Linked DNA regions of Mus musculus: all the other regions are linked to region 2. The links are chromatin contacts, called in public Hi-C and HiChIP or PLAC-seq maps. All regions are on one chromosome and are shown on one strand. Each heading gives the region's core, a stretch centred on a gene start, on an enhancer-like site or on the middle of the called end of the contact. The rest is flanking DNA. Distances are from core to core; before and after follow the strand shown.

Region 1 (3,718 bases), core at 1,076-3,575, 350 kb before region 2:
TCCTCCCCCGAGCTGCAGTTTTATCAACAGCCAACTGTACGGATCCATACTTCACTGGGCGATTGGGCCTGGCACATAATTGGTACTGGAAAAAAAATGTTGCCTGTTATTATAATGAAGATGACCCGATGTGAGTCTGTCAGATGAGCTCAAAAAAGCCAAAGGATGCCGAAGGTTTCAATTTGCTTTGCTATGAGCTGCACTTGTCAGCCTTGACTCTGAGCTTGTGTTTACATCTCCATGTACACAATGAGAGAGGGCTGTGACCTGTCTTTGTCTTCAGAAAACACAGACTTTTGCAGTCGCTCGCATATTATTTCTGAGTTGCCTTTTAAAATGGTTTACAATTATACAGAGATCTCCTGTGTATCTCATTTGGTTTTTGTTGTTGTTGTTTGGTTTGTTTATGGGCCCTCTGGGCCTATGACTGAATGTCTGTCTTTCTTTTGAGAGTAGGTACCTTTGGACTCAGTTGAAGACCCTTGAGTCCAGGGCCCAGACATACCTTAACTAACAACAACTATGCAATCATTCTCAGACAGACCTTCTGCAAAGGAAATAACAAGTTGCATAAAAGACAAGAAGGGACTGCTTGTTATGACTTACTTACTGCCTAGAACTTGAGTCCCTGTCCATTTGGTTTCACCCAAACATGTCAGGTGATCTGGCCACAGGGCCAGGTGTGACTCCAGATTGTATTTTGCTGTAATTAGATCACCAGCTGGAGCTGGAGAGCTGACCCTGGTGAACCTGGCTGTCAGATACACATTGGTGAAGAATTATCTTGTGTGTGTGTGTGTGTGTGTGTGTGTGTGTGCGTGTGTGTGTGTGTGTGTATGTGTGTATTTTGAGACAGGTTGTCTCTACACAGCATTGTCATCCTGGAACTCACAAGGTTGGCCTTGAACTCACAGAGATCTGACTGCTTTTTTCAAGTGCTGGGTTAACATTTTGGAAGAGAGCACAGAAACAAGCAGGTGCCTGGCATCTGAGACTTTGATTATCACTATGTTATTAAACTGACATTCGAGTTAAAAGCATTAAAGACATTGCTTGCTGGGAGTAATGTGTAACATTGAAGATAGACCAGCAACAAAGTATGCTCTCCCTGTCTCCTCCATCCCTCTCTTTCTCTCTTTTTATCCTTTGCTTCAGTTTTTCTGCCTACAGTTGCAAGAAGGGAGTGAAGGAAAAGTCGTTCTCATTTAATCTTCATTCCTTGGCAAGATGGACCGTAGATGGCATCTGAGCAGTGCTAGGCCCTGGAGTGAGCATTCTGAGCTGCAGCTTCACAATGCTTGCTGAGGTGGAGTCTATTCAACAAGTAATCAACACCCAGTTAACTTTCAGTTGAAGATGAAAACAGAAACAGAGTTCAAACCAACCAAGGGTGTGAATCACGGTGGATTTTAATTACAAATGAAAATGTACTTTGAGAGAGACACATGATAGGTACAGAAAGGTTTGTATTCCAGTCAGGAGCCTATAGGTGACCACCTTCATATCTCAACCCCCTCTTCATTATATAATACTTAAATATGTTGATTTCTTTTTCCTTATTCTACCCAATTATCAGTAAAATTGCATAGGCTATCTCTGGGTGTTCTCTCTCTGGTATCTAGCAAGTCTAGTTAAAGTTAGTCTGGGAAGCATTTTTGGTGTTTGTGAGAGAGGAAATGTGGGTGAAAGGAAAACAGGCTTTTCCTGTAGGGGTGAGTCTAGACTCCCCTGGATTATTCATTAGAGAGGAGATCTTTTGTAAATCAGGGCCATTGTACAATTTACAAATGATTAAGCATTATTTGTCTTAAAAAGTTTTCCATTTATTTACAAAATTGGCTTTGAGTTTGGAGAAGATAAAATTGTTAATAGATTCTCAGCAGGGAAGGAAGTTTCCAGAATAGTGGCTAGCTGCTTCTATCAAGAGTGCACTGGCTTAGGGTGGTATGCTGGTGCCTGCAACTTCAGTTCAAAGTCCTTTTTCCTTGCTCAACTTGAACACACAGGCTTGGCTGCTAAGGCTATTTTTCTCTTTGTTTTGTTTTGCTTTTAACCATCTAATTAAGAATTCTGGATATAGATTAACTCTCTCCCACTCTTTCCCTTCCTTTGCTGTTTTAACTGACTGGCGACTAAGCACCATAGTGCTTTGAAGGATTTCCTATTTTGATGGTAAAAATCCTTGTTTATCTTAGCGAAAACCATTTTCTCTGTATCTGTCAAGGCTCTAATCTTGCCCTTCTGACTCCTGAGTCCTGAGTCCTTTTCTTCTACAGTTCAGGAAGGAACAATTAAGCAATCCAGCCCTGTTTCTTCTGAAAGTAGTGGGGGAAAGACTCAAGAGCCCTTGTGCTGAGTCATTATCAACACAGATACTCTGTCTCCACTGTGCAGGAGAGTTAAAGCACAAAGCCTTTGTCTAAGCCCGAGAAGTAAATGTGGGAGTGAAAAGAAGGCTGAAGGGAAGCCTTTTTCTGAGCAGAACTTTATGCCCTTTAAATTATGGTCTTATTGGAATGAATTTAGGATCAGGTTTCAATTTGCTTATAGCAGACCGTGAGATTAAACCCATCCAATAAACCTAAGAGACATGCATGTTGGATTGAACACTTCTGTTCCTTCCATACTCCCTCTCTTATGTCGTTGATTGCTCCTTTTGCAACCCTCTCTCTCCCCACCCCTTTCTTCAAGCTCACAAGCAACCCTAAGGGTTGTACATTTCCCTGTTCTTTGTCCCTAGGTGTCCTGGGATGGGCAGATTGGTGTGTCCAGGGAAAGCTGCGTTCCAGTGAGTGTCAGGTCACGCCCAGACTGCGTCTTCATAGCCCAGTGAAACCACAGGGAGGAAGAGACAGAGACACTGAATCCTAAGAAAAACTTCTGCTTCGCTGCCATCGTTTTCCTTGGGTAGACAATGGAGGATCTTGCCATTCTAACCCCATTCTGACTGGAGATCTGCTCCTCTCTCCTTCACAACTCACACACCAGGGATTCGAGAAGTTTCTTTGCAGCTTTCCATCTAGCTCTGACTTCCTAACTTCCTCCCCAGATGGCTACTTTTTTGTCCTTTTCTCTGTAGCCCCTCATTCTCTCTGGTATCACATCTTCATCTGTACCTCCTCAGAGCCAGACACCAAGAGTCTTGTGGCCCTCCCCAACTTGTTTCCTGCTTAGTGATGAGCAACTGTCCAGAGAACCAGGAAAACCTCTGGTTTCTGACTGCTGTAGATTGCTGTTGCATAGGCCAGGCCCAACACCTCCTAATACAGGAAATGGGGGTGGGTGAGGAAAACGACCGTGGAAGCCTTCTGGTAAACAGAGGTCAGAGAGCCTGTGAAAGACCAGGACATTGAAGACCAGCCTGGAATCTGTTTTGCTGCTCTGTAGAGCACTCTAACCCCCTTATCAGTCAGAAATCCAGTTGTGTCACTTTCTGCATGGTCCTTTTCTCTTCCACTTCCGTGGTCTAGTTGAAGCCATGGAAATGCTAACAGTTCTTTGTTTGTTTGGTTTGGTGGTGGTTGTTTTGTACGGGTTGCTGCGGGGGTGGGGGTGGGGGGATCAAACTACCCCAGCTCTACACATGCTTTGAGAAGTCCTAAGCTTCACACTCTTTGCAGAAAAAGATTATCTATAGCTGCACACAGTATCAACTAATGAAATAAAAGGCCATGAATCTGGAGGAGGAGGAGATGGGAAAGTTCTGAAGAAGGAAAGG
Region 2 (3,515 bases), core at 367-2,866:
CATTTACATCCTCCACCCAGTTGTCCACATTTGTCAAGCACTGTTTGAGACCCATGGATGTGAGTGTGTGTGTGTTTGTGTGTGTGTGTTTGCCTCATTGCACAGATGATTGAAAATAAGAATGAAAGCTATTTTAAAGGTACTTTTTTTTTTTTTTTAAGGAATGGAAGTTCACCAGATGGTAGAATCAGCTATTGAAAACTGGCAATGTAATCTGAATAAGACCTCATACAAAGAGCTGTGGTAACTGCTCTGGTGCCATAGTGGCTGTAATAATTACTCCAACAATCCACTGGTTTTGAGTTACTTCTTTCATTGATTCCTTAAAATTTTGAAGTTTATAGAACTCAATTATATCACCCAAGAGACTATCAAGTTCTAGGAGTGAGCAGAAAGTTTGGAGGAGTCTCAGCTCATCAGCTGGGTGGGGAAGGAGTCTGAATATGTTTTTTTTTAAACTTAAGGGAGCTTTCCAGTTGGTGTGGGATCTCTACAAGGCAAAGTGAAAGACATTCTAGAATCACTCTGTAAAGAACTTTGAGCCTATACATGGTGAGTGAGCATGCGCAGAAATTCTGAGTGTAGAACCAATGGTTTTTGGCCCAAGATCCTGATTTCATCAGGGGAATGCTTTTCTCTCCAGAACTATGCTGTTCTGGTGGTGAAATCTATGTTTCTTTCTTCTACAGAAACAAAGAAACATCGGGGGCTGGGAGAGGGGAATTTAAATGAATAAAAATACCCAATTTGTGCATGTGTTCGACTTGTATGGAATTTTATTGTCCCTTGTTTGGATTTGTTCTATCTAGTTGCCTGTGGTTAAGAGCAGAAGGTGAAGCTAAGTAGAAACACAGGTAATGGCCTGATTGCCTTTCATGCTTTGTCCCTGGCAAATGAATGCATATTCGGTTGAAGCTGATTATGAACTACTTAGCACAAATGGAAGAAGTCAAGTTTTGTGCTCTCAAGCAATCATACTTTGCATTGTGCTAGTGACTTTAAAATTATAATTAAGCAACATTGTGTATTTCGGCTTCTTTTAGAAGTAAATCTAGCCTGAGTTTCAGCACATTTGGTCCTTTTTTGTTTGTTGTCCTTTTTTGTTTTTTATTCCTACTTTTGTAAATGGTAAAAAAAAAAAAAAAAAAAAAAAAAAAAAAAGATTGTCAAATACCAAATCTAGAGTTTTCATGTTGCTGTCATAAGGTTGCATCCACGAGCAAATCCACATATTTATCAGAATAATAAAGAGATCAGTCTCTCTGCCTGCCTGCCCCTACTCCTAACACAAAGTGCTAATCACAAGTATTTTCTGGATGAAGTGATGACAGATGTCACCAAAATGTTCCTATTTCCTATAAACAAGGCCCTCTCAGCATGCGCACGCACACAGACATGAAAGACAGTAGAAACACACCTCTTGTTTGGGAAGCGGCTGAAGGGTTTCAGAGTTTCAGAAAGTAGCCCAGTGCCAAGAATCAGGCAGCATTTTTAGCATTCCAGAAAGAATCACAAAGTGTAGCGGGCCTAGGGAGAAGGGCCTACAGAATGGGAATTGTATCCTGGGGGAGGGGAGGAGAACGGACAGTTCTTTATATCCTTCTTTTCTAGGAAAAAAAAAAAAAAGAGCAGCCAGCAGAAAGGAGGCAGGGATCAACGTGGGGTGAGGGTGGAGGGGCCGGCAACTGCTGAGCCAGTCAATAGACAGATTGTTCATCACACGTTGCCAGAAGATTAGCTGAGCAAATGCACAGACAATGCTGATTACTGACTTGAAATGCATCAGTTCTTACCGAGGAGAACAAAGCCTGTCTAGATCACTACCCTACGGCCCAACCACACTAATGGCACCCAGCTACGCTTAGCATCATGTTTAGAGCTGAGAAATGTGGGCACCCCTGGCTCTTTGTATTCACTAACAGATAGTCTCTCATCTCCAGAATGGCCTCGAGAGATACAGATCTTATTTCTCCCGGGCTCTCCAGGGACAGTGGTCTTATAATCACACCCCTGCATGTGTCTGCCCTTTCCCGTGTCAGCTGGGTGTTTCTTTCTCTTTAATCGGAGACGGCAGATATCATTGCATTGTTACAACTTGGCCTCTTTCTCACACTGACCTTGCGAACGCAGGTAATCGCATGGGAGAAGAATTTAAATTCCTCTCCAAGAGCATTCAAAAGAACTTGCAGTCTCCAACAGTTATAAATATATTTGAATATTTTAAAGTCATGAAATGAAGTTTTAAAAAAAGGATTGCTTTTTATCCTTTTTCCAAATATTTTTCAGACAAAGACTTTATTATTTGTTTTATCTGGACTTCCTTTCTTCTTAAGAGTCTTCTAGTGATTTGATTTCACTGTCTTGCTTTGAAAGTTTGGTTTGGGCACCTAGGAAATAGATTATGACCTTGGGTTGACACTAATTCTGAGATGTCCTAAATTTTCAAAGTGTCTCTTCATGCAATATTACCATATCCATTAAATGTCACCTTTCCATTTAATTGATATTATAATTACATTTTACATATGTAAAAATAGTCTTGATAGTTTTCATAGATTTGTGTTATTCTTTATCAGAGGCCTTTTTCTTTTCACAAGATAAAAAAGCTTGGCTTTCTTCATAGGCTTTTATTAGGATTCACCAGGACTGAAGCACCAGAAGGCTCCCTTGTCTTGCCTAAGCCCCATTGATACCTTATACCTTAGTGGGCTGGCAACTTGGCTTCCCCTTGGTACTTTCTAAATGAGCAGCCCAATCTTAGTTTACTTTTATTAACTTACTAACACCTAACTTCTCTAAATTAGCCAAACAATTTTCAAACACTTCACAATAATTTGTAGAAGCCAAACCCACTCCTTCCTTCCTTCCTTCCTTTCCTTTTTCTTCTATCTTCATTCCTTCCTTTCTTATTCATTTTCTTTTTCTTTGCAGTTGACCAGGCCACTGTTTACATATAAAAGAGTTGTGAGAGAATTAGTTGCATCCTATTTCAAAGACAACAGATTTTTAATCATGTTCTTTAAAAGCTTTGCAAACAAATACTTTAGAAAACCCTACCACCACCACCACCACCACCACCCCCAATACCCTGCTACAAAGGCAAACAAAGATATAAACAAACAACTGAGGTGTGAAATGTAGAAGCCAATGAACAGAGGAAAAAACTCTCACCCTCACTGATAAATTAGATCAAATGCAGATTCTAAATGGATTCTCATCAAATTGGCCAAAAGTTGGATAATATCTAGCGTTGGCAAAAATGGAGAGAAGAGTAGGAGTGTAACTTAATCAATACTGTTCTATTTCCAGTCAACTTGTCAATAATCTGTCAATATTATAAAATTATACATTCTTTCACGTTTTGGTGCCATTTTCCAAAAATTACCTACAGGAACTGCAGATGTGACTATAACATCTTCCTCTCCTGTTTTAAAGAGTGCTTATACAGAAAAATGTAACCACTCAATATAAGCTTGTATATTGAGTGAAAAAATTAAGAACATTGGCTTATTTGT
Region 3 (3,445 bases), core at 679-3,178, 440 kb before region 2:
ATGGTCCACAGTGGGTAGGAGAGAGTGAGAGAGTGAGAGAGAGAGAGAGAGAGAGAGAGAGAGAGAGAGAGACAGAGAGAGACAGAGAGAGACAGAGAGAGACAGAGAGAGACAGAGAGAGAGAGGAGGAGAGAGACACAGAGTCAGAGACAGAGAACAAGGGTGAGGCCAGACAGACCCTTCCAAGGTACATTCCCAGGATATTATTTCTTCCAGTCAAGCCTAATCTCCCAACAATCCATTCAGTTATGTCAGTTGATGTATTAATCCATTAATTATGTTCATGCCTTTACGACTGCCTTAGTTACGGTTTTATTGCTGTGAAGAGTTCTACATCTTGAGTTCTACATCTTGATCCTAAGCCAGACAGGAGAAGAATCTCTGTTCTGAACTGGGTAGAGCTTGAATATAGGATATCAAAACCTACCCACACAATGACCACACCTCTTCCAACAAGGCCACACCTCCTCCAACAAGGCCACACCTCCTCCAACAAGGCCACACCTCCTCCAACAAGGCCACACCTCCTCCAACAAGGCCACACCTCCTCCAACAAGGCCACATTCCTAATAGTGCCACTTCCCATGGACTAAGCATACTCAAACTGCCATAATGAAACAGTTATTTCCTAGGAGCTGGGCTCTGAACCTTGTATAGAGGACTGAGTCTTTCACACATGAACTCTTGTGGAGACATCTCATGTCTGGACTACAACACAATCTCCAAATTATTGCCATCAATCTATTTATGGTATCTAGACTGTCCACTTATGACTGGTTCAACTACCATGGCAGCAGTCTTAGAATCAATCCTCATGCTTCTAGGACAAAGCCCTCTAGGACATTCTCTATTCTGCTATTGGAAGAATTGTGCTAAAACAACAACCCGGTGTATTACTCATTGCCAGCAGGTAGACTGGATGATATGTAAGGATTGATATTGTTCATCAACTTAATGCCATCTAGAATCCCCAGGGAAACAACCTGGAGCACGTTAGTGAGGAGTTTTCTAGATTAGGCTAGTTGAGGTGGGAAAACCTACTCTAACTGTCAGACTGAATGAAAAGGAGAGAGTGAGTCGAGCAGCAGCATCATTTCTCTCTTCAGGCTTCGGCTACCATGACTTCTGCAGCATGAGCTTAAACTGTGAGCCAGAATAAGCCACTCATTCCTCAGGTTGGCTCTGTCAGGCCTCTTGTCCCAGAAGCATGTAGAATGACTAACACAGTATGTGACATTCTGTCACAGACCTATCTCTCTCTGTCTTCCCTTTGACCTCTGTGAATCAGCAATGCTCCACTTCTTTCCAGATGTCTAACCCCTCACTCACTTTCTGCCCATCCCCACTCCCTGCTGGGCTAGCTTCCTCTGTACGTGTAGACCCAGTTAAGTGGTTCTCCTTTATTTGCTCCAGAATCCCATGGGTCCCACACTTATCTTGTCCTCTCTGCTCAAGTATAAAAGCTCTTTGTTGCACATCATTTTACACTCAGAGCCTGAGACGCAGCATATGTTCAGCTAATCTTTGCTGGATAAATGAGGAGTGTATAATTGATCTATTTCCCAGGTAAAGAATCAGCGGTTAACTCACACCTCCGAGTGACGCAGGAAGTCTAATTCAGTATTGTTTCCAAGATATCATCTATCAGTGCTCACAGAGACCTTGCTGACATACACAATGGAATGGAACCTTTCTAGCACGAGATACCACTCTGCAGGCTTGTCTGTTTGTGACAGAAAAGCAGCACTCAGTAACTACCAGGGAACAAAGAATGCACGTGACTGATCCAGGAAGACGAAGACTGGAAATGGAGGGTGCACATTTCAGTTCTGTGTGGTCTTTTAGCGATCAGTTCCTCTCAGACTCTCTCTGTCTCCATAACATGAATGGGCATGGTGTTTAGTCTTCTGTTTAATGTACTTCCCCATATGCCACGCGTCACGTGTCACAGTGCTCTTTAAACTACTTCCTTGCATTGGCTTTGAGAGCGTTTGGTCCCAGCAGCATGTAGAATAACTAACATTGTGTGTGTGTGTGTGTGTGTGTGTGTGTGTGTGTGACATTCTTTCCTAAAGGACTGAGCAAGTGACCGCTGAGATGTATCGGGAAATATGTATACTCTGAAACTTGACCTAGGTATCCTAAATGACACGCTGGTCTCAGATATAGAAACTTCTACCATTCCACTGCTGGCTTCTAACCAGTAATCAAGATTCCATTTAATCCCTGCCTAAATATCCCTAGCTCATGTTATGGAAGAGCTGACACTAGGTGGAATGGATTTTGAATATATAAAGTAGTACGGGTGTCTCCCTCAGCCAGTTAGCCTAGTTTGAGTAAAGTAGGTATTTTACTGTAACTGTCTGAAGGAAATTTCCCAGCCTGTATCTTCTAATGGAGCAAGGACTCCAGGCTAGTCCAGTGCAGGGTCAGGTTCAAACACACAGACCAATCTTCCACTCACTCTGTTACCAGCAGGTCCTGATTGTGGTTATAGGTGACATCACTCATAAACACAGTCAAACTAGAGGCCAGTTAAATACCTGTGGCCTCACCTCATGCATAAAGACCTCAGCTGTAGTCAAGTTTTTCAACGGGGAAATTCTTAGAGAATGGAGCAACTAATTCCATTTGAGCTAGAGGTAGAAACAGTAGCTGAAAAGACACTGGAGAGAAAACCTGAGGTGAAGTTTAGGCAGAGGTGTCATGGTGACCTGAAAATATGAAGAAGCAGACACTGAGTTTGTAAATATTCAGAGGCCCCTCTTATATTTTCTGGTATAACGTAGTCTGGAATAAAGACTGGGTTAAAGGGAGAAGAGTAGTAGATGACAAGGTGACAAGGCTTACTTAACTGCAAATGCAAACTACAGCTTCTGAAGAGCTGTCTCTGGGTCCGCACCACGTTCTGATCCAGTTCCATGCTCAGAAATGTACAGGACTGGTTCTGACGCTTTGATTTAATTGCGAATCTGTGTTTATTTATGCTGAAGGTCCTTGCTCTCAAATGATTTTTGATCTATCAATAAAAATGCCAGTGGCGAGTGGCTGGCTGGAAAGAAAGAGGTAGGACTTCCAGGTTTCCACAGTCAAGGAGAGAGAGGGCAGGAAGAAGAGAATCAAGATACTTGGAGAGAGACGGAACAGACTCAGAGCTACAGGGGAGATCTTCTAAAATGTAGGCAAGGGAAAGAGGCCCATGAAAGGGGAGCCCAAGAGCATCTTGGGCAGCAAGACCAACTACACCGAGGGGAGATTTAGAGTCCTTGAGCTATGAGTAAAGGGAAGGGCACGATAGCTTCAGGAGGCTTAGAAGAGCCCAGCCACTGAGCCAGTAAGACAGGTTAAAAATGAGCTAATGTGTGCGTGTCCTTCATCCAAGGATCTGAAATAGTTCCTGGGCAGATGTACAGCTGCAACTCACTGGGAGCTCAAGGTGGTCTAG

The links. Hi-C and Micro-C count contacts between places; a contact is called where the count stands out from the background. HiChIP or PLAC-seq counts read pairs in DNA pulled down with a chosen protein or histone mark.
Region 1: an H3K27ac HiChIP or PLAC-seq map of embryonic stem cells shows a contact between it and region 2, with 8 read pairs. The contact joins two enhancer-like sites. A contact is called at or near these places in 6 of 484 Hi-C or Micro-C datasets (bone marrow-derived macrophages, cerebellar granule neurons, differentiating embryonic stem cells and 1 more), 5 of 115 datasets of contacts at active chromatin or transcription factors (embryonic stem cells and extraembryonic endoderm stem cells) and 1 of 9 other capture datasets (embryonic stem cells).
Region 3: a Hi-C map of extraembryonic endoderm stem cells shows a contact between it and region 2, with 2.5 times the contacts expected there. The contact joins two enhancer-like sites. A contact is called at or near these places in 3 of 484 Hi-C or Micro-C datasets (bone marrow-derived macrophages, extraembryonic endoderm stem cells and nephron progenitors), 4 of 115 datasets of contacts at active chromatin or transcription factors (embryonic stem cells, extraembryonic endoderm stem cells, hepatocytes and 1 more) and 2 of 9 other capture datasets (embryonic stem cells and embryonic tail).

Annotation. Positions count from the first base shown.
Region 1 is chr10:17,574,663-17,578,380 of GRCm38.p6, reverse strand. The region is part of intron 3 of Gm32543 (a long non-coding RNA gene); the gene reads left to right. Among named protein-coding and RNA genes, the nearest start is that of Gm32656, 83 kb to the left of the region's middle. Within about 2 kb of position 2,325, at least 167 of the 459 cell types and tissues checked have an H3K27ac peak or open chromatin away from gene starts, as enhancers often do. A contact at or near this core is called in differentiating embryonic stem cells, embryonic stem cells and extraembryonic endoderm stem cells, where this site is marked.
Region 2 is chr10:17,228,597-17,232,111 of GRCm38.p6, reverse strand. No RefSeq gene overlaps it. Among named protein-coding and RNA genes, the nearest start is that of Gm20125, 130 kb to the right of the region's middle. Within about 2 kb of position 1,616, at least 99 of the 459 cell types and tissues checked have an H3K27ac peak or open chromatin away from gene starts, as enhancers often do. A contact at or near this core is called in differentiating embryonic stem cells, embryonic stem cells and extraembryonic endoderm stem cells, where this site is marked.
Region 3 is chr10:17,668,069-17,671,513 of GRCm38.p6, reverse strand. It overlaps Gm32543 (a long non-coding RNA gene), which reads left to right. Exons shown (of 4, transcript XR_001779719.1): 2 at 3,383-3,445. All of the region lies in intron 2 of Gm32656 (a long non-coding RNA gene), which reads right to left. Among named protein-coding and RNA genes, the nearest start is that of Gm32656, 10 kb to the right of the region's middle. Within about 2 kb of position 1,928, at least 32 of the 459 cell types and tissues checked have an H3K27ac peak or open chromatin away from gene starts, as enhancers often do. A contact at or near this core is called in extraembryonic endoderm stem cells, where this site is marked.